3 separate regions of the Sus scrofa genome follow, and regions 1 and 2 are each linked to region 3. Evidence: chromatin contacts called from public promoter capture Hi-C data. All regions are on one chromosome and are shown on one strand. Each heading gives the region's core, a stretch centred on a gene start, on an enhancer-like site or on the middle of the called end of the contact. The rest is flanking DNA. Distances are from core to core; before and after follow the strand shown.

Evidence for each region. Promoter capture Hi-C pulls out the DNA fragments that hold promoters and counts their contacts.
Region 1: a promoter capture Hi-C map of fetal liver shows a contact between it and region 3, with 2.4 times the contacts expected there. The contact joins the promoter of EMD here to the promoter of NAA10 in region 3. A contact is called at or near these places in 1 of 5 promoter capture datasets (fetal liver) and 1 of 2 datasets of contacts at active chromatin or transcription factors (alveolar macrophages).
Region 2: a promoter capture Hi-C map of liver shows a contact between it and region 3, with 7 times the contacts expected there. The contact joins the promoter of ABCD1 here to the promoter of NAA10 in region 3. A contact is called at or near these places in 3 of 5 promoter capture datasets (fetal liver, fetal skeletal muscle and liver) and 2 of 2 datasets of contacts at active chromatin or transcription factors (alveolar macrophages and skeletal muscle).

The regions. Positions count from the first base shown.
Region 1 is chrX:124,884,176-124,886,875 of Sscrofa11.1, forward strand. It overlaps EMD (emerin), which reads right to left and starts at 1,254. Exons shown (of 3, transcript XM_021080757.1): 1 at 929-1,254; 2 at 1-804. The coding sequence starts at 497.
Region 2 is chrX:124,483,724-124,486,423 of Sscrofa11.1, forward strand. ABCD1 (ATP-binding cassette sub-family D member 1) reads left to right here and starts at 1,353. Exons shown (of 10, transcript XM_003135473.5): 1 at 1,353-2,700. The coding sequence starts at 1,835. BCAP31 (B-cell receptor-associated protein 31) reads right to left here and starts at 1,200. Exons shown (of 7, transcript XR_002340558.1): 1 at 955-1,200; 2 at 1-89.
Region 3 is chrX:124,661,436-124,664,135 of Sscrofa11.1, forward strand. NAA10 (N-alpha-acetyltransferase 10) reads right to left here and starts at 1,309. Exons shown (of 8, transcript XM_013986517.2): 1 at 1,076-1,309; 2 at 509-607; 3 at 24-82. The coding sequence starts at 1,096. It overlaps RENBP (renin binding protein), which reads right to left. Exons shown (of 11, transcript NM_213900.1): 10 at 1,756-1,843; 11 at 1,522-1,668. The coding sequence ends at 1,595.

The DNA of each region.
Region 1 (2,700 bases), core at 4-2,503, 220 kb after region 3:
CACTTCTCCCTGGAGGCCGGGGAGCAAGCATTTGCACCCAGTGGCCCCCTCGATTTATCCAAACCCAGCCACGACCCCCTCATACCCAAGTCCAGGGTGCCGGAAAGCCAGCTCACCTGGTGGTGGAAGGTGTCAGCATCCGAGAGCGAAGCCGAGGGCTGGCGGAAGCCCTTGGATGTGCCCACAGACTCAGGCTCCCCGTAAGTCCTGGTGGTCAAGTAACTCTCCTCATAGTAGTCGTCATTATAGCCTTGGGAAGGGGGGGCAGCGGTAGCAGAGGGGGCAACGATGTCCCCCACCTGGCCGGATGGCCCTAACGTGAATCCCATGGGGGGGGGCTGTGACATGGTCTCTGCCCTCCAGAGCCACTGCAGGACGGTGGGGGCTGAGCTCTCAGGTTCTCCCTGCCACAGGAACGAAGGGGTCCGGGTGCCCACCCACCCCTGCCTTACCCTTGCTCTGGTAAAGTAAGGCGTCCTCTTTCTTGGGCAGATCATACATATCCGAGTCCACGGATGCAGAATCTAAGTCTGAACGGAGGAAGGGCCAGGACCATTTGCCCCCAGGCTCCCCTCCCCTTCCCGTTGGGCCCCTCCCCACCCGTCACACCCTCGTGCCCACTTCCTCCCCGTCGCCCAGGCGTCCAAATGCTGTTCCCGAGGGCGGCCAGGTGGAGCCCTGGGGCGGGGGCCTCACCCGAGAACCGATAGGAGAAAGAGGATGCGGAGGAGTTCGGGGGCGAGAGCCTCCGCCTCTGGGTCTCATACTCGAAGATTTTCTTTTCGTAGAGCTTGCGAGTGGAACCTGGCCAGACATAGGGCACGGGGCGGTCAGGGGCGCGGGCGGGGAGCCGGGGGCAGCGCGGGACGGGGTGCGGAAGGGGGCGCGGGGCGAAGCGCAGGAAGGGGGTCCCCCTGGCGCCGCGTACCCACGACAGGCCCGTGCGGGATGTTGTACTGGCGCAGCACGGCAGCCAGCTCGGCGTCCGACAGGACCGCGTAGTCGTCCATGGCGGGCAGCGGGCGGCGGAGGCCTGGGGGTGGCCCGGGCCTGTCGACACGGGCCGAGCTACGACTACCTCGGAGCGCGGCGGGGGCAGCGCGAGCGCCTCGGGAGCGGCCGCGCCCGCGTCACAGCCACGTCACGCTCGCGTAACAGCCGCGGTCTCTGCGGGCTGCGCGCGCTGCGCGGGGCGGGACTAGGCCGAGAGGAGCCGCCGGCGCCGACCGCTCGGGCCCTGGGAACGGGCGGGGCGGGGCGGGGCGGGGCTGCCGAACCCAGACGTCACGAAGGGCGGGATTGGCTGGAGGCTAAAGACGGGCGTCGCGTGCGCCTGCGCCGGAGCGCCGCAGACCGGTGGGACCGTGGGAGCGGGCGGGGCCGCGCGTCCCGGAGCGGGGCGGGGTCAGCGAGCCCAGAGACGTCACACGCTAGCGCCTTTGGATTAGACCCGCGAGGGGGCTGGGCCTGCGCGCGAAGGGACGGAGCTTAGACCCGCCCGGACGTAGGAGCGGGGCGGGGCCGGCGAGCCGAGACGTCACCCGCTGGGCTGTTCCCGTCGGAAGTGGAGTGGGGCGGGGCCTGTGCCAGTGGAACCGGCAGAAACCGGCCAGGACCTGGGAGAGGGGCGGGGCCGCGCGCTGGGCGGGGCGCGCCCTCCCTGAGTCACGTGGGCTCCCCTCGGTCCCCCGCAGCCCCTCGCAGCCCCCTCCTCCCCCGAGCTCCGGCGCGTGGGGTTCTCTGGCCGCGCCCCAGCCCGCCGCCCAGGCAGCGGCAGCCGCAGCGGCGGGAAGGAGCCCGATCTTAAAGGCGAGCCTTCGGAGAGCGCGGGGCCGGGCCGGGCGCTGCTGCCAGCGCTTCGCGCGCGTGCGCCACGCCCGGGACACCCCGCAGCCGCCCCGCAGACCCCTTGCCCCAGCCCGCCTTCCCGCTCTGCGCGGCCCTGGCCTGCGCACCTGCGCCTGCCGGTCCCCACCGCCTCCCTCCCTCCCCGCTCCACCCGGGAGGAAATGGGGCACTGGGCCAGGAGGCCACCGGCACTCCAGGAGCCTGCGGCCTTGGAAGGGGCCCGGGCGTGCCAGTGGGCACTGGCAGAGGGCGCCGTGCGATGCGTGCACGCGTGCGGAGACGACGAGTGCCCGCCTGACCCGCCGGCCGCCCACCCGGGGCAGTCGGGGTTGCCTGTCCTGTCGGGATGGCGCCCTTCTGGACCCCGAGGGACCTGCTCAGGGGTTCCGAGAAGCCTTGGCAGGCTCTGAGCACCTGGGCTTCGTGGCCGTGTTAGTGCCGAGGGGGCCCCCAGGACAGGGGAGCCAGGGGACTGCAGGGGGCAAAGCACGGAAGGCTGCCAAGCTCTGCCTAGGGGCCTGGACTGTCACTAGGGAGTTGGTGAGGGCCTTGGTCAATAAAGAGCTGTCCCATGGGGACGGGAAAGGCGGTGACAATCACGTTCTTTAAAAAGCCAGCTGAGGGAGTGTGGGCAAACTGAAGTGTCCGTCCAGAACCGACCTAGGAGCCTGGGGCGAGGAGGTGCTGTCCAGGTTCTCATAGATGACAGCAGAAGAGAGGGAGGCTCCGGTCCGACCCGGGCAGGCGTGCCCAGGGCCACAGACAGGTTCTCCATGAGGTTTGTTCACCGGGGGGCCAGTACAGGGAGCCACACAGTGGTGAGAAGGAAGAGAGGGCTCTCGTTTGGCCACA
Region 2 (2,700 bases), core at 103-2,602, 180 kb before region 3:
CTCCGCATAGAGGAAGGTGGCAACTGCAGTCCACTGCAGACTCATCCTGGTGCTAGAAGCCTTCCAACAGGGAGAGGCGCGCCGGTTTCCTGAGAAAGCACAGGAGAAACAGGCGGCGGCGTGAGAGCTGGGCCGACTGCAGCCCAGACCCCGCCTGGAAGCACCCCCGAGCTTTTAAAGCCCCGGCTCGGCCGCAGGACGCGCAGCCAGGGCTGCTCCGAGGCCCGGCAGTCCAGCGCGCTGAGCCAGCCAGGCCCCCCTTCTGGACGATTCCTTGCCCCCTTTCCCCGTGGAAGCCAGGAGCCTCCTTGCGCCAGTCCAAGTGGGAAGGCGCTTTGAGGAGAAGCTCGAGCAGACGGGCGGCAAGGCCCGCCGGGGGGAGCTCTGCGGCGAGGCGCCCCCGCCCCCGGGGAGCCCAGGAGGCCCTTCCGTCCGCAGCTCTCGCCACGGAGCCGACAGAAGCGGCAGCACCTTCCGGGGCGGGAGAGAGACCACCGCGCCGGCCTCCGAGGGGCGGAAGGTCTCCGGGCGCCTCAGAAAGGCCGCAAGAGCGACTCCTAGAGGACGCGAGCTGGGGCCAAAAGCGAGGGCAGCTCTCCACCAAGCATCTCACAGCCCCTGCCGGAGAAAGTTCTCGAAAAACTATCTCCTCAGAAACCACAGGGGCCTCCCCCGGCAGCCCCGGCGCCCAGCCGGCTCCGGACAACCCCCGACGGGGCCCCGAGCGGGCACGCCCTCCCGAGCCCCACCTCCGCGGCTCCTCCGGACGGCACTCGGCCGTCGCCCCCCGCCCCCGGCTCCACCCGCTGCCGCCCCGGCCCTGCCCCCGCACTCCTGGCTCAGCCCTCGGCCCCGCAGCCGAGGCCTCGCCGCGCGGCCCGCCGCTCGCCCTCGCAGAGAAGACGGGGGACCGCAGCGGCCCCGGAAGCCGACCGGGCGCGCAAGCCGCCTCACCGAGTTCTCCACAGCCACCACGCACGCCTCGTCGCCCCCAAACTCTCCCACCACCACGCCGGCCCCGCCCCTTCCCCCGCAGCCGGAACCGGAAGCGCCCTGCGGGTCCCGCCCCGCCCCCAAACGCCGCGAGGCGCCTTGGCCCCGCCCCCAAACGCCGCGAGGCGCCTGTGGCCCCGCCCACGGGCGCTTTCCGCCCCGCCCCCGAGCCTGGGCTCCGACGCCCAGGACTGGGGAAGAAGCGGCGCCTCGGGCGCGTCGGGAAACAGGGCGGGGCCTGGGCGGGAAGGCGCGGCGTTGCTTCTCTAGCCCGCGCGGTCGTCCCACGTCTCTGTGGTCCGGGGCGGGGGCGGGGCCCAGCCGTGGGGCGAGAACGGGGTGGGGCGCCCCGCGCCGGGGCTCCGCCTCCCGCCCCTCCTCGGCCTCCTCCCCTTCCCCCGGCTCGCCCCTGGGGAGGGGTGGGTGGGTAGGTGGGGATTCCGGACGGGTGGCGAAGTCGCAGTAGCCTCAGCCAGGCTGTGGAGCGGACGGACGCGTCTGGTGCCCCGGGGAGGGGCGCCACCGGGGGAGGAGGAGGAGGAGGTGGAGAGGAAGAGACGCCCTCTCTGCCTGAGACCTCTGGAGGCTCTGACCCCAGAGGCTAGGGGACTGCCAAATTCCTCCACCTCGGCTGTCTGAAGAGGCCGCGACCCTGGAGGGCCCTGAACCCACTGCACCAGGGGCCCCAGCACCACCCGGGTGGCCTAAAGCGACAGTCTCAGGGACCACTGCAAGCTTTCCTGTTGCCTAGACCACGAGCCCGGGGTCAGAGCCACCACCCTTCCAGCTACCTGCTTCCTCTGCTGCCTCAGGCATCAGCCCCTGCCCCAGCCCAGGTGACATGACGGTGCTGTCTACTCCCCGGCCCTCGCGGGTGACCACGCTGAAGCGCACAGCTGTGGTCCTGGCCCTCACGGCCTACGGAGCCCACAAAATCTACCCCCTGGTGCGGCAGTGCCTGGCTCCGGCCAGGGGCCCCCAGGGGCCGGTCCGGGAGTCGGCGCAGGAGGTCCCTGGGGCCACAGCGGCCAAGGCCGGCGTCAACCGGGTGTTCCTGCAGCGACTCTTGTGGCTTCTGCGGCTGCTCTTCCCCAGGATCCTGTGCCGGGAGACGGGGCTGCTGGCGCTGCACTCGGCCGCCTTGGTGAGCCGGACTTTCTTGTCGGTGTATGTGGCCCGCCTGGACGGCCGGCTGGCCCGCTGCATCGTGCGAAAGGACCCCCGGGCCTTTGGCTGGCAGCTCCTGCAGTGGCTCTTCATCGCACTCCCTGCCACCTTCGTCAACAGTGCCATCCGCTACCTGGAGGGCCAGCTGGCCCTGGCGTTCCGCAGCCGTCTGGTGGCCCATGCCTACAGCCTCTACTTCTCCCAGCAGACCTACTACCGTGTCAGCAACATGGACGGGCGCCTTCGCAACCCGGACCAGTCCCTGACGGAGGACGTGGTGGCCTTCGCTGCCTCCGTGGCCCACCTCTACTCCAACCTGACCAAGCCACTCCTGGACGTGGCTGTGACCGCCTACACCCTGCTTCGAGCAGCCCGCTCCCGCGGGGCCGGCACGGCCTGGCCCTCGGCCATCGCTGGCCTCGTGGTGTTCCTCACAGCCAACGTGCTCCGAGCCTTCTCACCCAAGTTTGGGGAGCTGGTGGCAGAGGAGGCGCGGCGGAAGGGGGAGCTGCGCTACATGCACTCGCGAGTGGTGGCCAA
Region 3 (2,700 bases), core at 59-2,558:
CTCTCCATCCTTTGGTGACTCACATTTTGGCCAGGACGTACCCCACAATCTTCCCATTCTCATCCTCGGCGATGTAAGAGAGCTGGGTGACAGCAAAGAGAAGGCAGAAAACAAACGCCTGTCAGAGCCGGAGGCGCCCTTGGCGGACACCTGGCCCGACCGCCTGCCTCTTACCGTGTGTGTGACAGACGGCAGCCAAGCACAGGCGGGGAGCTCAGTGACAGTTCCTGAGCTCTGGCCCAAGTGGCTTGGTTTTCCCGCACCACACTGTGCCCTGGTCCCTAACCCAGAAGGGGTGGACAGGCACAGAGGGGATCCCTACCTTGGCCCTGTTCCTCCGCCCTCTTCAGGCACCTCTCCCCCCCCCCCCCACCCGCAGACACTCAGGGCCTGTTCACCCCTTCGCCCCGCTAGGGTCTTGACGACCTTGCCTGCCCCTCCCAAACTGACCCAGGCTGGAATTTCCTTGGTCTGGTTTCCGCCATCCCTAAATGCAAAAGCTGCCCACCTGGGGCCAGGAAAGGCCGTGGTAGAAGTAATATTTCATCTGGTAGTTCTCCGGCAGGCACAGGAGGTTGCAGTGCTGCATGTTCATCAGGTCCTCTGGCTGCGGGGGAGGAGGGCAGCGGAATGCGGTCAGGCCAGGGGCTGTGGTGACTAAGTAGGCCTCAGACCTGTTACAACTCTGCTGGCTGTCTACTCACCCCCCCACCCCACCGGGCTGGGCGGGCGCCGTGACTATCTGTCTCTGCACAGGCCTGGCTCACAGCCACTGCGCAAAAACTGACTGTTCCAGGAATGAACGTGAGCGCCAGGAAGCTCCCAGACACCATCCAGCTGCGCCCCGACGTCCCGGAAAGAACGGGTTTGCAAGCCCCGGCCCTGCGCCCCTGGCCTCCTATTCGCGTAGGTCCAGTCCCACCGGCTTAGTGGCCTTCACTGTGCCGCGCCGGTCGGCCGCTGGCGCGCAGAGCGACTGGCCCGGGGCTCGGCTGGGCCCCTGGGGAGCATGCGCACGCGGCCACCGGGCCCCGCTCCCACGCGGCGCGGACAGCCTCCGGCCCCGGCCCCTCACCCTCGCATTGCGGATGTTCATAACGGCGGCGGGGCTCGTGGCTCCCAGCGGGTCGTGAACGCGCAGTCAGCTGTCGCCGCGCTCCGGAGCGTCGCCGGAGCTGCCAGGGCACGGCTGGGACTGGAGCTGGGTCCGGGATCGCGGGGGCGGTGGCGGAAGGGGCGGTGCGCACCGGGCCCGGCCACCGGCCGGAAGTGCGCGCCGCGGGCCCGCCCTCTCGGCCGCTTGGCCAATGCGCAGGGTGGGCCAAGGGCGGGGCGGGGCCTCCCCGCGGGGCGTGACGAGGCGGGGTCTGGTCGGGCCAATGACCTGGCGGGCCCCGGGCCTTGTTGGCAGGGTGGGCGGGCCCAGCGCGCGGGGCGGGTCACTGTCCTGGTGAGCAGGTGCCCTCTGGCCAGCGCGGCGGTCTCTCCCTTCCCGAGACCCAGAGACTCTCGCACACGGGCTATGGTGCAGGCTCAGCTTTATTCTGCGCTTCGGCGGGCGGGGTCAGCGGGCGAGGACCGGGCGCCGTAGAGCCTAGGCGAGGCGGCTCAGCAGGGCGCTCAGCATCTCTTCGCACATGGCAAGGCACCGCGGCACGTGGAAGCAGCCTGCGCAGAGGCAGGACGGCGGGTTGGGAGGGCCAGGGGCAGCCGAGCGCTCCGAGCCCCTGAAGCCCTGCCGTATCTCCCACTCACCTTTAAAGGGACCCCCCTTGATAGTGAGGGCAACCTTCCCCTCTCGGTTCAGGTAGCCAAACCATTCCCCGTACTCGGGATCACGAAACTGCAACAAGGAGGAAGTGACAGGTGGTGCCTGCAGGAGCCGCCCCGACGCCACAGGCCCTGGGGAAGGGGCGTTCCCTGTCCCCACTAAACCGCTCCACAATCAGTGCTCCTAAGTGAGTCCCGGACAAAGGTGAATGCGAGGGCTTTTCCTTTTCCTTTTTTTGCAGGTGGGTGGGAGTCTGCACCTAGATAACACTGCTTGGGAAAGAGGCCACAGGCTGTGAGATGAAACCTTGCAAGTTGGAATAAGAAATTCTCTATCATGATTGCGCTGGTGGTGACAGATATACACATTGTCATGTCTCAGTGAACTAAATGCTTACAATGGATACGTTTTAGAGTATATAAATTGTACTTCAATAATAACTGATTTAAAAGAAGGAAACAGGAATTCCTTTCATGGCTCAGCGGTTTATGAACCCGAACCCAACTAGTAACCATGAGGATGCAGGTTCTATCCCTGGCCTTGCTCAGTGGGTTAATTGGCAGATGCGGCTCAGATCTCGCATTGCTGTGGCTGTGGTGTAGGCTGGCAGCTGTAGCTCTGATTCGATCCCTTGTCTGGGAACTTCCTTGGCCCTAAAATGCAAAAAAAAAAAAAAAAAAAAAAAAAAAAGAAGAAAAAGAAACAAAGAAAACATTGATGATGGAAGCGCCCAACCCTCGTGTAACTTTATAACAAGTTACTCCCTAGGAGGTCCTGGTTCCCTGCTCCTCCGAGGCCTAATCTTCAGGCCTGTCTTCCAGGGAGATGAGATGGTGGGCATGTAGCAATGACATCTGACTCCGGCCCTGCACACCACAGGTCTCAAACACACTCCCCCTCCCCTGGAGCCACCCGAAGCCTGCCCCTGC